Linked DNA regions of Zea mays: region 2 is linked to region 1. A link is a contact called in public Hi-C data. All regions are on one chromosome and are shown on one strand. Each heading gives the region's core, a stretch centred on a gene start, on an enhancer-like site or on the middle of the called end of the contact. The rest is flanking DNA. Distances are from core to core; before and after follow the strand shown.

Region 1 (5,742 bases), core at 896-3,395:
CGGTTAATTGAGAAGGTTAGCCAACTTTGCGATTCTGCTATTTCAGTTCTTGTCCATATTGGTCCAAGCGATTTATCTTGATGCTGAACTAAATTCTGGAATAGGATGAGGCAGAAACTCCAGACGATGCTCCTTTAAATTATTTGCCGCGGAAGAGGCTAATTTTGACAAGCCAGTTGATCCAGCAACTTCTCCCTGCTATACCAGCGACCATTCTGAGAGCACAAGCTGTGTCTGCTTACGGAAGTGCGACATACACTCTATCAATGTTGACACTAAGGGATGCATGCAGCATGGCATCATCATCATATAACTCTTGCTCACCTGTGGAGGATGAAAATAAGTAAGCCTCCCCCAAAAATAAATCATTGTTGTTTGTTATGTGTCTTTGCTTGTTATTATTTTATATAAGCATGAAGAACATGTTTGTTTGGGCCACCTTATTGTTCAAATGCTCTTTTTTCTGATTTTACTCTATCATGGACTAGCCCATCTGAACAACCAAGTGCTAAGAAAATGGAAGACAGAGTGTCAAAGGTTGTGGAAGTCTTCGTTGGAAGAATCCGGAAGATGGAAAATGACTTTATAAGGTAAGCGGTGGCTAATGGCTGTAATGGTTCTCATCGGTATATGTTTCTTTATCTTCTCCAACATTACTGCTTTGAATAAAAAAGTTTGAAATTGTAACTATGTTTTCTTCTTTCTAATTTTCTGCCCACATTTTCGTCTGGTATAAGTGCAAGCCAACAGTGTCGCCCTGTATCCTAGGAGGATTCTTAACTTAGTTCCGTGCGGATACATCTATATTAAGCTCAAGTCAAAGTCGATTTGTTTATCAACACAATTTGCCTTCTTTTAGGCTGAAACACAATTTGCCTCTCGTTACAGTTTGAACAAGAGGGCCTCGATGCTAGATGTGCAACTGGAGTGCCAAGATCTGGAGAGAATTTCTATTGTAAATCGTCTGGGAAGATTTCATGGCCGGAGCCATGCAGCGGCAGTTGAGAGTTCATCAGCTCCAGAAATGACTCCTCGGAGAATTTTTCCTGAAAGACATGTCATGTCTTTTGCCGTGCCTGGAAATCTTCCTGAAGGAGTGTGCTGTTTGTCACTCTAGTGGAATGATCTTCAGTTATTTTCTAGCCGCAATGATGATCCCGGGTCGCGCCCTGTGATTCCCAGTGCTCCTTGTCCCATGCAAAGCATGGTCAAACAGAAGGATCATATATTGTCAAGGGGTAACTTGAGAACTGGAAGCATCACAGTACCACGATGAGGCAGGCCGGGGACATGTTCCAGCCGATCAAGTCAGTGCTGGCTGTTGTTGATGCACCTTATATCAAGTATAGGTCCATGTATATTGTGGAAAGTGAAGGAAAAAAACTGTGGATCTCCCATCATTTTTCTCGATGAAGAGTAATTAGCCTCAGAATTTTTTTAGAGAAGTCGATGCTTACTAGCTTAGTGCATCTGGTGGGTTTCTTGGGTATTTGTCGATCTCTAAGAAATCCGTGATGATGGAGTGTTGGCAGGCTAGAGTGGAAATAATAATGTGAGCCTTTCTCTGGGTTCTTTGGTTCCTTTAGGATGGGATGCAAATTGGCTAGTGTGTCCTCCAGTCTAACTGACCACCCCTGTTAGTCAGCAGTTAATTATTACTAGTTTTATGTAGTGCTGAAAGCATTCATGGAACAATTGGCGGGTAAAGTGCTTGGGAATTCTTGTAACTTGTGTACCCGTGATGTTTAAACGCTAACGGGTTCTTGTAAATTTGAAGTGCCAATATTCCTGAGGTTATATTTTGCTTTGTGCAAATTGACCAGCGTCTACTGTCTCCAGATGCGTCAATGAAGCTGGGCGCTTGCGGCTTCCGGTGTTCCGTTTCGCTAGTGGAATGATCTCGTGATGATACAGTCTAAATTGATCAGTGAGCTGCGATTGGGTTTGCGAGTTTCCGTAGGTTTAGAATGAAGAAAAAAAATAGCTACTGGAGAATTTCAGGGGTAGAATAATCAATTTTCTATTGACTTTACCTGTAACTCATTCTGACCTCTTTCAGGGGCCCATTTCTGTTGTACCCTCGTCTTGTCGTTCATAGGGATAAAGGATAACATTCTCTGACAAAATAGCCTATGGATTTGTGTGGATCTTTGGACAAGAAGGCATGGATTGTGGGCCACTCCTGTAGAACTGCTAGCTAGGGGGATCCCAGTGGACCGGTTCCAAAAGGGAGCTTGACCTTAAAAAAAATAGTATTTCTCACCCAACTATTTTCCCCGAAAAATAGCTATTCTACCAGATTAAATTCTCCCTCAATCCCTAGTGTGTGATTTATCATTTATCTCTATCTCTACTATATTAAAACATTAATTTTTCTAATTACACGATTTCCATCGTCGTTGTGCTCCTCCATATCTATATAGTAAAAATGATAAAAATTGTAACAAGGAGCATAAAATTTAATCTACGAGTTAGAACTATCTTTATACCCTAAACCCTCTTAGGACATGTTTATGTTTGGTTGTAAGGGATTAATTCCCACCGAGCAGCCATGGCCCATGGGTATCTACTTTTCATCTCAGACTGTGTTGAGCGGTTACCTCTAAATTTCTCCCCCTATATCCCACTCACGTGCCAGCGTTCTTTTTCTCCTTAAATCATTCTCATATACCCACTATAATCATAAAATACCATTTTTCATACCTATTCACCATCTATTATCAATTTTTTCCAACTACTAAATACTTCTGTGCACAGAAACCGAGGCAAGGGGGACGGTTGTGGTACCTCTAGGTCTAGCGGTGTACTATGTCATACACCAGCATTATCGCAGATAGGGGAGGAGCTAGGGACAAGCGATGTATGCTTTAGCGTCAGCCTATAGCCCCTACATGCACTGAAGGGAAAGAGTTGCAGCAAGCGTTGAAAGCAGTCTCAATGCCGAGTTAACGTGCAGCCAATTTTATAGCGAAACGTAGACCAGTCCTCTCCCATGCATGCAGCGTAGATTTCAGCACAGGATCAGTTCTACGAGACTACGACCCTAGAGAAGTGGTTCGATTCCAGACGACGGTGACCGGAGAATTGAACTAACTGAACATGACGAGAGAAGTGGGCTAAGTGAACTCTTTAGAGAGGAAGATGATTGAATTCAGGCTGAGATTGATCCACAACCGAACAAGACCTCCAGGAGGCCTCTTTAGGATTATAGTTATTTCATGCTCGACCAGGAATGACTCATCACCCGATTTCAGTTCCTTCGAGCAACATTTTCTCTTCGGAAGACTTCCATCTCTAAGGTGCATACAGTATAGAAGATCTTCCTTAGGCTAATTCCAGCAACTTACTCATCTCGATCTTCTATTTCAAACTTCACCATGTAAATAATATAGTTTATATTATAAAATAGTATTTTGCACGACCATATACACAATTTGTTGGTCATAACCTTAGAGCTCAAACATCTACTATGCTTACGGAAAAGATATTTCATGAAAGTTATAAACCTATCCACTCGTATATATAGCTATTAAATATAATATAACCATGAACACGAGGGATGTAGTCATACAAACAAAAATTCATGGAATGAACTCATGTCTCGTGATTACAGGATCAATCTAGGATGAGCTGGTTGCTGAACCCATACAAAATGAAACAGCCCAAACAGCTCTGAATAAAGCACTCAACCCTTGGTGAGATGCTCAAGAGAATACTCCAAGTCAAAACCTAGGTAGCAATCCGACACCAAGATCAGCTTCGTCTCCTGAAATAAAATCATATCGTCAGAACATAAAAGGTCGATGCACACATCTGGGGGAGATAAGAATCATAAAAGACATGAGAGCTCACACAGATTTCATGCTTGAATCAAGATATCTCAAGCATACATATTTATGATATTTACTACTAACGGCTTAATGCAGCAGACTAACAGGATGTAATGGTATCCCGACAAGTAAAAAGCCAACTGTGTAGTAATAGATGTCTCAGGCGCAACTGTACAATCTGTCAAGTCACCCAAAAGCACAGAAGATCTTAACACTGAGCCTAGCCTAGCATATAGCCCAACAAAATTCATTTACCTGCACATTGAACGTCTGTGGCAATTCCATGCGAGTATTAATCACCCGATCTGCAAAACTAATTCTTTTCAGACCATACAGCTCTGAACTTGTAGCATTCCCCAGGACAAGCCACCAAGCTTCTTGTTTTGCCTGCAGAAAACAACCAAAAAGTTAAATGCAATGCAACTATTGAAGTTCAATGATACATTAGTTGGAACATATCAAACAGCATAACACTAAGCTGAAGAAATCAATACACATAATTGCAAGTTCTAGCAACTGTGGAAAGCAGCAATGTTCTTAAAACATATAACTACTCGAATTAACTCATATACAGGGAGCAGATGGCACCCAAGTACAGTATAGTCATCCAGCTAGGCTATTATTACTACTAGTGGGTGAGATTCAACTGATTTCTAGCATTGCAAAACATTCTTTGAGAACTTCTTTTCTTGAATGTCGGAGAGCTGTGTATAGGATCCAGCCCTCCCCCCCCCCCTTCCCCGACACCGGCGGACCCAGGATTTAAACCTAGGGTAGTCGAGAACAAAAATAATACCATGTATAATTTAATACTACATATATATAATTTCTCTCAATTCGTTATGAGTAGAAAATAACTAAAATGTGTTATAATGTATTTAATTCATCAAGTTAGGTTGCAAATTACATATATTTGTATTTTTGAGCCTAAACTCTGAGTAGTAGTTTGTTTTTGGAGCAAATTACAGGGTAGTCAGGGGCCTACCCATAATACCCTTTGGGCCCGCCCGTGCTCTCCGACACGCACCACATACATAAGTTTTTGTTGGACTGTGTGTGTGCTAATATTGTAATGGGGCTTGGAGTCCATATACTGGCGATATATAGACACTATGCCCACCCTAATTAGGGTTTGGGGGTTTCCAATATCGTATCTAGCTAGTATCCTCTTCCCACCCTCCCTCCTGCCGACGAGCACCTCCCTCCCTCCAGCCGATGGGTACTTTCCCTTCATCCACAACGCAAAAGCCTCGTCTATGGTCACCGCGCCCCTGTCCAGCTGATGGGCCGACGACGCGGCCAGATCCCCTGCCTCGACGCTCTAATTTCGCACTACGCAGGTGCCCGACGCACTTCCCTTTCCTGTAGTCACGGCCCGAGTCCTCCGCCCGCGCCGAAGGCCGCGGCGGACAAACTCATCTCCACGCCTTCGTCCGCGACGCCGGCTGCGCCCACCTTGCTCGTTGCCGCTCCTCCAACCACACGGCTGACCACGATCATGGCGGTGCCCGTCGAACCCCAAACAACTTCTCTGCACCTAGCGGTGCCTGGCCACCAGCGCCCCTATTGGCGTGTACGCCCTTGCCACGGGCACGTCCTGCGCCCCCTCCCATGGCGGTGACTGCCGCCGCTGCCGACCCCATCGACGTTGCTACCTCCACCACAAGCACCTAGCCATGCTCGAGCGCCTCTCCTAGCCATGCCGCCGCTGCATTAATTTTTCTTCCCATTCACATCCTGAAATGTGGGAATTTTAGGGTGACCAGTCCCCTCCGACGATGACCCACCCCGTGCCCTGGCCCGCTCCTGTGACGAGCCGCCGGTGTACCACCTGGTCGCCATCCATTGCGACCCTCGCCACATCCATCCAATGATCACTCGCTAAGAAGAACACAACCAACAGGATGGGAAA
Region 2 (5,386 bases), core at 1,609-4,108, 200 kb before region 1:
CATCTGAGTCACTAAGGAGCAGAACATCGGCTGGCGGGCGCAGAAGCAGGAGAAACGTAAGCCTGACATAGGTTTAGTTTCTATTTGGCTTGGGTCATGTTAGAGCATGTTCTAATATCTGAATTCATGCTTGCTCTCTAGCAGTCATCTGAGTCACTAAGGAGCAGCTGGAACAAAAAGCTCAAGGTCACCAGCCAGCATCCATTCAAGTTGAGGACAGAGGTAATAACGCATCCTCAGTGTTGTCGCAGTCATGTCCTATAAGTTGACATACATGCTTCAGCTAGTTCGTGAAAATTTAGTCACCATGTTTTCTTTGCGATGACAGCAAAGGGGAAAGTTTAAGGAACAGCAGTTCGTCCAAAAGGTGCAAGAGATGCTTGCAGAGGAAGAGAAGAAGCGTATTCATATTGCGCAAGGATTGCCATGGACTACCGATGAACCCGAGGTATGTTTAACTAACTCATATTGCGCAGAATTTTGTGTTTAGGGAGTGTTTGAATGTAATAGAGCTAATAGTTAGTGACTAAAATTAGTTGAGGCATCCAAACACCCTAGCTAATAGTTCAACTATTAACTATTTTTGGTAAATCAGTTAATAGTTAGGTAGCTATTTATTAGCTAGCTAATTCCACTAATAAATTTTAGTCAACTAACTATTAGTTCTAGTGCATTCAAACACCCCTTAAGATCTTGACAAAATTGTGATTTTTTCTCATTTCAGTGTTTGATAAAGCCTGCAGTCAAAGAAAGAACTGAGCCGATAGACCTTGTTTTGCATAGCGATGTGCGTGCTCTTGAACGTGCAGAATTTGATCAGCACGTGAGCCCCTTAAAAACTTATTTTACATACTTTACTATCTGAGATGTAATGCCATTGGAGTTAATCGATATACCTATTATGTTTGATCATGTTCTTTTTGAGAACTTAGGTTTTGGATAGGAACAAGTTTGCTGAGCAACAAAGATTAGAATGGGAAAGGCAACAGGAATTAGACGAAGAAGAAAGGATAAGGCAACTGAGGAGAACCGAGCTGATTCCTAAAGCTCAGCCCATGCCATACTTTGACCGCCCATTCATCCCCAAAAGGTGATGACCGAGTTAGATTTTGACTCATTTACAGGCCTGATAAGTTACCTTTTATTCTTTTTTTACTGTTGGTTTGCTACCTCGATACTTGAGAGATGTATTGTCATTTACAGAACTAACCTTTTTTCATCCGTTTTATCGGCATAGGTCCACAAAACCTCCTACAGTTCCCATGGAACCGAAATTCTACCTCAGGCCAGAAAAGTTATCCTGGTGAGCTTTTACTTCCAAAAAATATAACTAAGTTGACATATTTATGCGCAAAACTACTTTCCCGAACCCTGAATTTATTTATCTGTGCAAAGCATGCTCACCATGCTTGGTTACGTGTTAATGGTGGCTGACAGTTACTATCGACAGCAATGTATGGAACTTGGAAAGCTGAATCCACAACATCAGTGCCAACATCCGCTGTGGCAATCGAGAAATGCAGAGCATCGACACACATGATCCAACAACTGTTTCCATTTCCTGGCATCGTCTTATTCATTCTTGATTCGTCTTCTTCCATGTGCGAAGAAATTGCTATCAAGCGTGTTTTTGTAGCTTTGCTTGGATCGCCTTGCCTCCAAGTTCTGTTAATCGCTGGCTCTGTGCTTCAGATGCAATCCCACCGAGGTTTGAAATTTGTCGTTCAAGAAACTGATAAGGAAATTCAAGGATGAATTTTCTGTGGTATATTAATATGTACTTTAATGTTGGTTCTTGCCCGCTATGCATGAGCCCGGCAGTCCCAGTGTGCTTTTATATGGTAGTTTCTATTTGTGCTTAAGTATATAATATAAGAGAAAAATATGTTGTATATGAGTTTAGAACCAACAATTATGGTTCGAACCTTTATGTCTGCATGGTTTTGGCATTTAACTATGAGTTAGCACAATGGCCATAGAAACCGTGAAACTAGAGAAACTGGTGTTTTAATATAGTAGATAGAGAAGATAAGAGATGGTCTAGTAATATGTTGCAGTTGCTGACCTGGTTGTGTATGTGCAGAAGTGTAGCAATCTGAAACTTCGAACAATTCAATTCAATTTCTGCGCTCTAACGTGTTCATTTGATGTACACTCAATTCTTCCCGCGAACAAAATCGTTTCATGAGCAACACAAAAATGTTATATCAGAGTTATCTTTATTAAATTTACAAAGGAATTTGTTTGCATCTACACTACTAAATAAATATATTACCAAAACATATATTATAATGCATTTAATTAAACTAACTCGTTGTTAGTGTCTTTTTCAATAAAATTGGTCAACTTATATAACTCGTACACACCTATTTTGGGATAAAGAGAGTATATAGCTGTAAAAAAACTTGTTGAGCGGGATGCATTAATTGACGGTTGATGCAAAACGAATGAATTTGTAAAAATGTCAAAGAAATATGTATTAAAAAGTGTGTCACTTGAGATCTCGTATAAAAGCAAAAGGTGCTCACAAGTCACAATAGATTCAATCATTTTCTTTGTTAGATTAGGCACAACCTGCTCAGGCAGTGAGGCACCGTCTAGTAAAGCCTGATTTGGTGGACAGAAAATTAGAGGGATTTATGGGGTATTTCTCTTCCATGTCCCGCTTTTTGCTTTTTGTTCCGTATTTTGCAATTCGGGAAGAAGTCCTGACTGCCTAATCCAGTGACAAGCTTTAGGCCCAGGGCCCAGCGCATGAGCATTGAGCCCATCCAGTCTTCATTCCCCGAGAGCGAGACGCTTCAATGACCTCTTCTGTATGACACGTGGGTCCCTCGTAAGCTATTCTACGCGCACGGCGCACCCAGCGCTTCTCCTTCCGTCCTTGGCAACCAGGCCCAGGCATCGTTTCACCGCTATTCCTCCTGCCCCATCTCCTCCCGATCCATCCGAGCCCAAACCCTAGTCCAGCCAGATCTCCGCCGCCGCCGGCGAGAGCACGGCATCAGATCCGCCGCGATGGCGTTCCGCCGCATCTTATCCACAGCGGTGCGCCGCCGCTCGGCCATCGCCGCGGCAGCGGCCGGGAACGCGCGCGAGGCCTCCACGGCCGTCGCCGCGGCGCCCGGCGTGCTAGCCCCCGACGCGACCCCGGTGCGCGCTCCCGTGATGCCGTACGATCGCATCGCCGAAGCCGTTAACGCCAGGCTCCGGCGGCTTGAGCACCCAGACCCGCGCTTCCTCCGCTATGCAAGCCCCGTGCCGTCCCACGCCGACCACACGGCCATCCTTGCGGCGCCGGAGACCCGGGTCACCACGCTGCCCAACGGCCTGCGCGTGGCCACGGAGTCGTCCCTCGCCGCGCGCACGGCTACGGTGGGTGTGTGGATCGATGCGGGCAGCAGGTACGAGAACGAGGAGGCGGCCGGCGTCGCGCATTTTGTCGAGCACATGCTGTTCAAGGGCACAGGGAAGCGTAGCGCCGCGCAGCTGGAGCAGGAGATTGAGGACATGGGTGGCCACCTCAACGCTTACACGTCGCGGGAGCAGACGACCTACTACGCCAAGGTGCTTGACAAGGACGTGCCCCGTGCGATGGAGGTCCTCGCGGACATCCTGCAGAACTCCAATCTCGACCAGGCCCGCATTGAACGTGAGCGCGAAGTGATCCTACGAGAGATGGAGGAGGTATGCATCCTGATTTGTAGTCTTGTAGATATCTGTTGTTTATTTAAAATTCTTAATTTTGTGCTGTATTAACCAGTCTGGGTAATAATCACTAATCAGTCATTTGTTTTATCTATGTTCGTTACTCTCAATGGTTAAGTGTATCGATCTGTTGAACTTTTTTGTCTTTTTATTGAGGAAGTTTTTATCTTCTTAAAGATATTGTCTTATTTACCTCAGATAAGATGCATTATGTGTTCTATGGTGTGTGATGAAAATCTTTCTGGTTTGTTGTTAGCATTTCTACTAGTACTAAAGCCATATCATAATTCATAAAGAGGGTAATGCATTTCGACATGGGATAGTTTTCTGGAAAATTTAGAGTAAGGAAACAAGGTGAGTAATCTGCTAGGCGTTTGTTCCTCTTAAACTTGCTGAGAAGTTAGCTGGGCGAAATCATATTTTTTTAGCGGGCAAGGAGATGAAAGGGTTGAAGACATCTAGCCAATACCTGTCTCATAAGCAACTTGTTTTGGATCCTTTGTTCACTATAGTCATCAACCCTTGTAATTGCTTTTGCTTGTTAGTAATTCTCAATTTGGTTAAACATCCAAGGTGTTGTGTATAGTAAAATATATGTGTTCAGTGTTATGAAATGCTTTTTGCTTAAATGTTCTGTCTGTTTCTTCCTTGCATAGGTTGAGGGACAGTCTGAAGAAGTTATATTTGATCATCTCCATGCAACTGCATTCCAATATACATCCCTTGGCAGACCAATCTTGGGTTCTGCAGATAACGTCAAGTCAATCACCAAAGAGGACCTCGAGAACTACATTGCAACTCATTATACAGCTTCTAGAATGGTACATAATATTTAAAATTTTCAGCTGCAATGCATCTGCGCCATTTTATGTTCCTGTTATTAGAGTATGATGGAAGTATTTCTGCATGTTTTCAGGTTATCACAGCTGCAGGCAATGTTAAACATGAAGACATTGTTGAGCAGGCAAAGAAGTTGTTCAGCAAGCTATCAACTGACCCTACAACAACAAACATGTTGGTCTCTAAGCAGCCAGCCTCTTTCACTGGTTCTGAGGTGGGTTCTACAATTTTTGCTCTATACTTAGTTGTGCTATTTAAAGGGCTGGCCTGGAGCAGTGGAGAGAGATGTCTCACTGAGTCACCAGGTCATGGTCTGAAGCAGCCTCTCCGCATTTGTGGGTGAAGGTTTGCTTGGTTTATCCCATCCCCAGACCCCACTCATGTGGGACGTCCGGCACTTGGTCTGCACTTTTTTTACTTAGTTGTGGTATTTGTCATGAACCCACATTATCTCATCATTGTATGCTTCTTGATAGGTTCGAATCATTGATGATGACATGCCCCTCGCTCAATTTGCTGTTGCTTTCAATGGAGCATCATGGGTGGATCCTGATTCTGTTGCACTGATGGTTATGCAAACAATGCTTGGTTCATGGAACAAGAGTGCTGGTGGAGGAAAGCACATGGGGTAAGTTCACTCCCTTTTCTGGTATTTTCTTTTCGTCATAATGTTTACAGGACTGATCCACATTTTTCGATATTCTGTTACTGACCATATCTTTGTCATGTCACCCTGCTTTACTGTTTACAGTTCAGAGCTTGTGCAGAGGGCAGCAATCAATGACATCGCTGAGAGTGTAATGGGATTCAATACGAATTACAAGGACACTGGTCTTTT

Evidence for each region. Hi-C and Micro-C count contacts between places; a contact is called where the count stands out from the background.
Region 2: a contact with region 1 is called in a Hi-C map of leaf, with 2.9 times the contacts expected there. The contact joins the promoter of LOC100283246 here to the enhancer-like site in region 1. A contact is called at or near these places in 3 of 25 Hi-C or Micro-C datasets (ear, leaf and root tip).

What each region holds. Positions count from the first base shown.
Region 1 is chr9:153,458,419-153,464,160 of Zm-B73-REFERENCE-NAM-5.0, reverse strand. LOC103639442 (DExH-box ATP-dependent RNA helicase DExH14) reads right to left here. Exons shown (of 49, transcript XM_008662184.3): 48 at 4,086-4,217; 49 at 3,381-3,766. The coding sequence ends at 3,686. It overlaps LOC100381929, which reads left to right. Exons shown (of 8, transcript NM_001361557.1): 5 at 1-15; 6 at 105-343; 7 at 489-590; 8 at 889-1,799. The coding sequence ends at 1,117. Among protein-coding and RNA genes, the nearest start is that of LOC100381929, 9.9 kb to the left of the region's middle. Within about 2 kb of position 2,145, at least 10 of the 20 cell types and tissues checked have an H3K27ac peak or open chromatin away from gene starts, as enhancers often do. A contact at or near this core is called in ear, leaf and root tip, where this site is marked.
Region 2 is chr9:153,660,214-153,665,599 of Zm-B73-REFERENCE-NAM-5.0, reverse strand. LOC100283246 reads left to right here and starts at 2,858. Exons shown (of 9, transcript NM_001156148.2): 1 at 2,858-3,687; 2 at 4,365-4,529; 3 at 4,625-4,762; 4 at 5,025-5,176; 5 at 5,300-5,386. The coding sequence starts at 3,019. LOC100277631 reads left to right here. Exons shown (of 9, transcript NM_001367297.1): 3 at 1-56; 4 at 145-222; 5 at 329-448; 6 at 725-823; 7 at 933-1,090; 8 at 1,238-1,303; 9 at 1,438-1,891. The coding sequence ends at 1,540.